Linked DNA regions of Gossypium arboreum: region 2 is linked to region 1. Evidence: chromatin contacts called from public Hi-C data. All regions are on one chromosome and are shown on one strand. The core of a region is the stretch at or near the end of the contact, and the rest is flanking DNA. Distances in the headings are between cores, read along the strand shown. Region 1 holds the start of LOC108470515 (ARM REPEAT PROTEIN INTERACTING WITH ABF2). Region 2 holds the start of LOC108480959 (60S ribosomal protein L27a-3-like).

Evidence for each region. Hi-C and Micro-C count contacts between places; a contact is called where the count stands out from the background.
Region 2: a contact with region 1 is called in a Hi-C map of leaf, with 5 times the contacts expected there. The contact joins the promoter of LOC108480959 here to the promoter of LOC108470515 in region 1. A contact is called at or near these places in 2 of 5 Hi-C or Micro-C datasets (both in leaf).

The regions. Positions count from the first base shown.
Region 1 is chr3:16,324,629-16,328,912 of ASM2569848v2, forward strand. LOC108470515 (ARM REPEAT PROTEIN INTERACTING WITH ABF2) reads right to left here and starts at 2,178. Exons shown (of 1, transcript XM_017771860.2): 1 at 1-2,178. The coding sequence starts at 1,452.
Region 2 is chr3:17,133,422-17,137,705 of ASM2569848v2, forward strand. LOC108480959 (60S ribosomal protein L27a-3-like) reads right to left here and starts at 2,301. Exons shown (of 1, transcript XM_017784121.2): 1 at 1,662-2,301. The coding sequence starts at 2,220. The coding sequence ends at 1,780. LOC108488146 (a long non-coding RNA gene) reads right to left here and starts at 1,352. Exons shown (of 2, transcript XR_001871724.2): 1 at 710-1,352; 2 at 301-624. It also overlaps the pseudogene LOC108470938.

The DNA of each region.
Region 1 (4,284 bases), core at 928-3,427:
AGTCTCCCGAGCCGGGAAAGTCCTTGCCAATGAACCAACTGATCTAATAGCAGGAACTTGCAATATAGGACTATCCAATTCCTTGATCACTCTTAAAAGCTGATCGATAACAGCCTTAGCGGCGGGTGAATTCGTCTTAAAAGCTGCACGTCTAAGATCGGAATTGGATTCAGCAGCAGCTGTAATCTCCATTATTGCCATCAAACAATTATACTGCAACTCACCTTGTTCCTTATCCACCAATTTAGCCAAGCAAAGCAATCCTTTTGTCTCAGTTATCCTCCTACTATTTGAAACACTGCCCTTAGCAAGCATCCATAAAGCTTCAGCACAATTAATTTTCAACTGAAGTTTAACTTCAGGCTTCTCATTTTCTCTTTCTTTCCTATGATTTCCTCCCCTACTACTCCCTTCCATATGCAAATTCGAGTAGGAGTTCGAATACGGTCTATAACTATAGTTTCTCGAAGTCGATCCAGCAGAAGAAAATTTCTCCATTTCTTTATTGATCTGAACTATAGAATGAATGCTTTGCTTACCCAACTGTGTCTTAGAATCTTCCACAAAAGTCTCGAACGATAACAAAGTGACCAACGGCCTAATCACATTCTCTCTGGCGAAATCCTCTTGAGCCACAGGGTCATGCTCCGCCATTCTCACCACTAGTTTTGCTACCGGAATTTGAACCTTCATAAGGGAATCTCCCAACACTTGAACCACAATTGGAACCCCCATTTCATCGACAATACTCCTAACTCTTTCCTGCTCGTTTGCTAAAACAAGAAGCGCATTAGCCGCTGCGATTTGGGCATCCGCTGAGGAGCTTTCTTTGAGAAGCTTTAACAAAGGAGGGATGCCGCCTTCTTCGACGGTTATCTTTTTGTTTCGGTCGTTGTCTCGAGCGAGAGAAGCGAGGTTATTAGCGGCTTCAATTCGATCGGTTAATTGGCCCATTTGGACGGTGGCGATGTAAGACCAAACCCAGGAAATAATCGGGTCGTTGCTGGCGATCGGGGGAAGGGAAAGGAAGATTCCGCTGGCAGTCCCGTTGTTCTCGGTGTCGAGGACTCCCATGAGCCACTTCATGTCGCCGATGGAAGCGTCCAGAAGGTTCAACACTTTGCGGAAATCGGTGGCACTCGTGATCCTCACGACTCGACGCAAGATGCTCTGCCTCTTGCACTTTCGGACTAAGGTGAGGGCTCGCTCTAGATTCTTGGAGACTTCGGAGACTACCCGGCGAATCGGGCGTTCGTAGAGGGATTGAACCGAGGTGGTGGAGCGGACCAGGGTTCGAAGCATTTGGGAAAGCCGATCTACTAGCTTCCCCACCTCCCCACAATCAACTTTAAACGACTCCGCCTCGTCCGCCGCCGCCCGAACTCGCTCAGCTAGCATAATCGGATACGACAGCTCATCCTCGATTCTTTTCTCCTCCGCCGATCCCATCATCAACTCAATAAGTTAATACGTTAGGTGAGTCCAGGGCGAGTCAAGAAGTAGAAAATCAATCAGCTTAGCTAGCTGCTACTGACGTTTCTTTTAGGAAGTCCTCTGCTCTTCTAGGGAATTGTGCTGTGTTTTTTTTTTACACCATTATTGGTATCCCACTTTCCACGCAGCGCGTGAATGGAAAAAACAACGATAGTAGTAAATGATAATAATAACAAATTAAAATGCACCAAAAGAAGATGAGGAGGAGTCAATTGATTAAGCTTCTTACATTTCGTAATAGGAAGGTGAAAAGCACTTGCTCCGAAGCATCACTTGAAAATTATTCCTTCTTTCCTTTTCATTTTCTTTTACTGGTTTCCGGTCAAAGCATACTTTTCCATCTATTTTTAATTTACCTCATTTTATATTACTTTAATTTTCCAATTACTTTCGCACCATCTTAATTCATACTGCAACTCAACACATATTCTGATAATTAATACAACTGTAAGATTTTTTATCCCATATAGACAAAAACATATCCTGTAATTATATAAAAGAATTATGAGACTGGAAAGAAAGAAAAAAACCCTTAGCGGTTGACCCGATGATGTTATAGAAAAGATAAACAGAGTGATGAAATTTTCGAAGAAGACTTACTTCTGAATTGTTGACCACGCAATTTGTGTTCTATTTTCTGTGTTTAACTTCTTTTCTTCCCAATACATTTAAGATAGATGGCATCTACTATTTTATTAAGTAGTCTTCTAACAATTGACTCAGACATTCCTTGTCTAAGCACCCCAACACCCCATCAAATTATTTGATGATGAAATCTATTGAGCAATCTTCTGCAATTAATAAAATAATTCCAACAGCATTTTTAAGGGAAAAAATGGAGTGATAATTTTTACGACCGCCAATATACTCAGACAAGAACTATCATTATTATTATTCAGAGGTTCAAACTACATTATGATCCTTTAACAGTAAAATAGAAATGTTGATGCTTACTCAATTATTTGATCTTTGATGAAAATAATATTGCTCACTCCTGAACTCCCTTTTGAACATATCAATTCAAAGGCTTAGCAATTATAATGTCTTGGATAGAGTTCGTTGTCATGTCATTTTCTTTCAGCTTCGTATCACTACTCTGTATACATTTCCTCGCATGCATTCATGGTGGATAAAGTAGTATGGAGTTGTTTGTGGTTAAAGTTAGATTATATTTTAGTTTTTTTTATTTAAAAATTAGATAAATTTATTCTTTTTGTTAAAAAAATCATTTATTTGTGTTATTAAAAATTAAAATAACTGACGAAATAACTTGACAATGACATGTGACATGTCACGTTTATCTTATGCTAATGTATAAGAACCAATTTTTAACAGTAAAATGAATAGAATTTATAATAAAAGGATTAGTTTACTTTTTAATATAATGTATATAGACTAATTTATCTATTTTTAATAGAAAAGAAAAATGTAATTTAAGTCTTAATATAAAACCTTCATCAAACTTCTATTAAAATCTATCAATTTCTCATCAATTATGCGTTCACATCCTATTCAATTTGTAAAACAAATTATAAAGCTTAATGAATTAATACGAACAATATCTTACAAATGAGTATATATTTAGTATTATAGTTTTTTCTAGTTATTAGTGATTGGGGTGTCATTGAGCTAACCCAAGCTCGAACAATAAGAAGCTCAAGTTCTACTAGATATTCAAGGGTTGAAGTTTGGCTAGTTCAAACTTGATCGAGTTTCACTTAAATCTCAAGCTCAATTCGAGACTAAGATTAAACTACTAACTTTGCTTAATTAGGCTTGTTGATTATGCGAAAAAAAAAAAAACTCAATTCTCATGTTTGATTTCAAGTTGGATTATTTATGCTTTTTGAGTTAAAATTAACTTTCCAATACTAACTGCAATATGGGTCCACTTATTTAAGCTAGGCTAGATAATGGTCGATTGAATTCAAGTTATTATTCTTCTTGTCCCTTTTTTTTATAGCTAAAGCTAAGTAATTTGCAAATGAAAATGATTTGTATCCAAAATGTCCTTGGGTTTTGGGCATTTAAAATCTCAAGTTTACTCTCATAGTATTTTAAAATAAAATTTTAAAATTTTTCTCATGTAAAAGTATTATTTTCTCTATAAAAGTATATTTATTATGTTTAATTTCCCAATATACCTAGCTCAATACTCATTAGTTAACTTATTTATTTTTATTTAAACCCCCCACAAAAAAAAAGGGCATAATTTAAGAAAATTGAAACTTAATGAAATTTATCTTCTGTACTATTAATTAATGAAATACATTTCACCGAAATATTACACTGAATCTTGATTTGATCTATTAATCTAAAAATGGAGTGAACAAGTTCAATTCATATTTAAATTTTTATATATTTTACCCATCATTTTAAATTTTAATTCATATTAAATCATGAAATCTGCCCTTTTCTTTCTTTCTTTTACATTCCTAATATTCTTTCTATATAAACCCAAGTTTATTTTTCTCTACAATGGTGGAGCCACTCGTAATTGTGAGGTCAATTAATTTCATAATTTTTAAAAAATACTTTATAAAAAATAATATAAGTAATAAATTAAGTTATTAACCCAATAACAATACTTGACACTCACTAACGTCCACAAATCTTTAATCTTTTTATTTTCTTTCAATATTAATAATTTTTTTCATAAATTTTCAATCTTTCAATACTTTTTAAGTAGGTTTTCTAATTTGATAACAATGCTTTTTTTGTTCAAGCCTTATTGATTCATCTCTAAAAAAATTAAAATTGTGGCTTTACTTGTGATAAATTAGAATTTTT
Region 2 (4,284 bases), core at 1,051-3,550, 810 kb after region 1:
TTAAAATTTTCATATTTTTCTCAAAATTATCAAACTATTTTATTCAAAAATGTTTTTGACTATGATAAAATTATATTCTTATGTAAATAAACGTATTTTAATAATAAAAATATTTTACTATAATGATTAAAAAATTAAGTTTTCACATTTTATTTCATTGACTGTTGTAAACCTTTAAAATCATTAAAATAGCTTTTTACAATTGAAATTATTTTTTATGTTTTATTATGAGATTGGTTATATATATAGTCACTCAATTATTAAATATATTTAAATAAAAATTTATCATTTAGGCATCCATTTTGATCATTTCCATTAAAAATTCTAATAAAAATATGAAATGATTTTTTTTATATGTAGATACCACATGACACAATTTACCGTTGCTTACCACTTTAAACTTTAAAGTACTAAAATATAACCAAAATTAAACATTTTATTACTTTGTAATGAGTAAACAACTAATTCCTGCAACCCAACGCTTACTGTACATAAAAAAAAAAGCTTGAAATATGATATCACATTACCGCCATTGAAAAAGATGCAACTGTGCTGCAAACATTACTATCCCCAAACGAGCTTCCATCCCCATTACAGATTGCAGGAGAAGATTTCAAAAGTTCCCTAATTCAACAAGAATTTATTTTTTAAATACATAGTTACTTGAAGGGGGCTTTAACAAAACTAAAGGTGTGTGCGTCAACCTTACCAGATGAACATGTAGCAATGATAAGACCCTCCAGATAGGGTTTTGGTTTCAGTATCTTAACCACGATCCACCCAAGAATTATTCCAACCAGAAAGGTGAGGCCGATGTTTACAGGCATAAACCACCTGTGAATTTAACGATCAGATTCAAACGAAGCCACATTTGGTACAAAAGTTCTCATGTGTATATGTGCTTTTTCTCTGCTTAATCAACACTTTTGTTTTATTTTAGTGGAGGGTTCAAAAATTTGCTGTTGCATCGATAGTCTGCCTTTCAAAATTTTCAGAGACAAAAGAAGAATAGATGTTTATACTTATTTGTTGAGCAACCATCATTCTACTTCGTTTCTTTATGATGCAAACGGTTGAGCAGAGTGGGGAAGCAGCGGCTGAGTCGACCTGGAGGGGACAACTTAGGACGTTGTTGGGTCGGAACGCAAGCCCAAAAAATAATAAAATGTTCAATTTTGATTAATAATTAGTCCTTTAAAGTTTAAATTGGTATGCAATCGCGAATTGTCATCTGTAAAGGACAATGACCAAAATGATGAACGTGAATTACAATAATTGCGAATTTAAATCACTGAGCCAAAGGCTTACTCCAGTCCAGACATAAGCACTTGATAATAATCTTAATTTCAATATCTTTTTTCCAGCATTGATTAGCAAAGGGACCACTCTTGATGGAGATTTTCCAACACTACTCTATCGAAGGAGGACTTACCTCATGTATCACAAAATCTAGAGACGAAATTATGAAAAACATTGTTGACAACAAAAGAATGGCAGTGCATTGGAAGGTTAAGCCAATTTGGGAATGAATGGATTGATACAGAATGTGCAATGGTCTGACGATAGAGATAGCACGAAAAGCTAATAATAATCTCAGTAAAGTATCAAGAATTTCCGCATCTTAACTTAAATCAAGCAAATGCAACAAAGCAAAACACAAGTAAATAAACACCATACCATATATTGTTGAAGCAAAATTAAGAATGTTATGGTAAAATCTCATTTAAAAAATTAAGTCCTAGATGATAATATAAGAGATCCAAAAGCAAAAACCCTAACCTAGGCAGTGAGAACAACCGCCCCACCAGCCTCCTTAATCTTCTTCTCAGCAGTCTTAGATACTAACTTAGCCTTAACCACCATCGGTTGATTCTGGGGCAGCACACCTTTTCCCAAGACCTTAAAGTACCCGAACTGGGTCACGTCGATCATCGGCGCCGAATCCTTGTTGGCCTTTGCCTTCACGTCTTGTGGAACGAGAGACCAAAGCTTGTCGACGTTGACGATGGGGCAGTAAAACTTGTTGCAGAGTTTGTGGAAGTACCTCATACCCACTTTCCCGAAATACCCAGGGTGATACTTGTCGAAGAGGATCCGGTGGTGGTGCATACCTCCGGCGTTTCCTCGACCCCCAGGGTGCTTGCGGTGCTTGCCGATACGGCCATGACCGGCGCTCACGTGGCCGCGCTTCTTACGATTCTTCTTGAAACGGGTTGTCATTGTTAGATACTTGGATTGAACGGGACTTCTGAAGCGCGGCTTATAGACGAGAAAAATGAAAATAGGGTTTTGTCAGTTTTTATTGTGTGGTGGACAATGGGGTTTTGCCTTTTAGGGCTTTGTGATTTGATGGATCTAAACAGGGGTTGGCCCTTATCACGTTGGGCTTAAAGGTTCATTTGGATCCTAGAATTGTGATTTTTTTTTTTTTTATAAATTTGCTGATAGGAGGTTATTTTCATATTTGGGAAAATATATAGATAAATTTAGCATAGGATATATTTTGATTGGGGTTGGGCCTTAAGGTTAGTTTCACATTTGCTCGGCTAATGTGTTCACTACTAATTTAAGTAAACTAATATAATATTAGTGATAAGTCCAGTAAATCATGTTTCATTTGCTTTTGTTGAAAGGGTTGTAACAAACAACCACAGTTTTTAAGGTAGCGTTGCAGCCTACAAATTGCCTCGCGATACCGGAAAAGCTTAGCTAGTTGAACCATGACAATCAACCGAACACGTCGTTGCGTTAGCCATGTGGATTTCAACACGCTCACTTCCGGGGTACATTTAAGAGCAGGAAAATGAAAGCCCTCTCTTTGCTGAACCTCAAAGCTACAGCCTTGCTTCCCTTCTTGGCAACAGTTTTATTTCAAAGTTACAACTGTGGTTGCAGTGGGAAATTTTGGTTATTGTTTTATAGTCATCTTATTCTTCACTCACTGCTGTATGTATTGTTTCAGCTTCGCCTCAAATCAACACTTAAATCACTGTGGTACCAAGCAAGAAATTAACCTTATGCCTCACTCACTTAATGCATTTCTCATGCTTACGGGTAGACGGTAATAGTACTAGAAAATAAAGAAAACTCGATCAAAGTATCGTCTTCAAAATAATTTTAACCTAGATAGTTTAGATCTCAAAATACCAATTACAAAATAAGATGGTCACCAAGTGAATTACCAATTTATGGTTCCATAATAAATGTCTATTTCTTTCCCTTCTACATCCATGAACTTTACCATAACTTCTTGAACACGTACGACCACATTAAGCAATGGCACCACACATAACACACCATTCCCAGATTAGTAAGTTGCTAATGTCAATGAAGCAGGGCAGCTAAGACATATGCTTTTCGTACTTGCATTTTGGTCTGCAACACCTATTAATAAGATGGGTTTCAGCATGGAAATTGGGGATTAATGGCTCAACTACGGGCATAATCGAACCGAGCCAAGCCTAAATACTGCCAAGCTTAAGCTCGGCTCAAGATATAATCGAGCTTGATTAAGCTCGTTTACTAATTTCTGAACTCGAGCTCAAGCTCAACTCAATAATTAAGTTTAGGGTTAATAATACATATTAAGGATAATAACGTAATTTAATAATATAAAATTATAAAAAGCTCAATAAGGCTTGCGAGTTTGAGTCAAGTATTACTACGCTCAAAGTCGGCTCAAGGAGAGCTCAACTCGATAATTACCGAAGCAAGTTTGAAGTTTTTTCGAGTTGAACTCAAGTAACTTGTGAGTACCAGCAGACTGCATCGAGTAAAATTTATTCCAAAATTCACCAACACAAAAGAAAGCTATCGCTAGTCCCCCCATAAGATTCATCATCATAAATTTCCATGCCAAAGTTTTGAATCGCTTCAAACTATGCAGGAAAACCTTAATGGCATACATCACATACAACAAGCCATTGCACTCGGGGCTATAAGTATTCAACGTAAGTCCATGTCTACCTAAATCTATGGTATGCAACAAAACACAACTAGATGAACTACATATCTCAAAACTTATCACATATAATATCTATAGTTGAGACAAAATTACGAATGTTAATGCAAAATTTAATTTCAAAATAAGTCTAAGATAATAATATAACAGAGATGCCATTCAGATCTAAAATCAAAAGATCTAACCTAAGCGGTGAGCACAACCGCACCACTAGCCTCCTTAATCTTCTACTCAGCAGTCTTGGACACCAACTTAGCCTTAACCACGACCGGTTGGTTCTCGGGAAACACACCTTTTGTTAAGAACTCAGTAGCATAAACAAT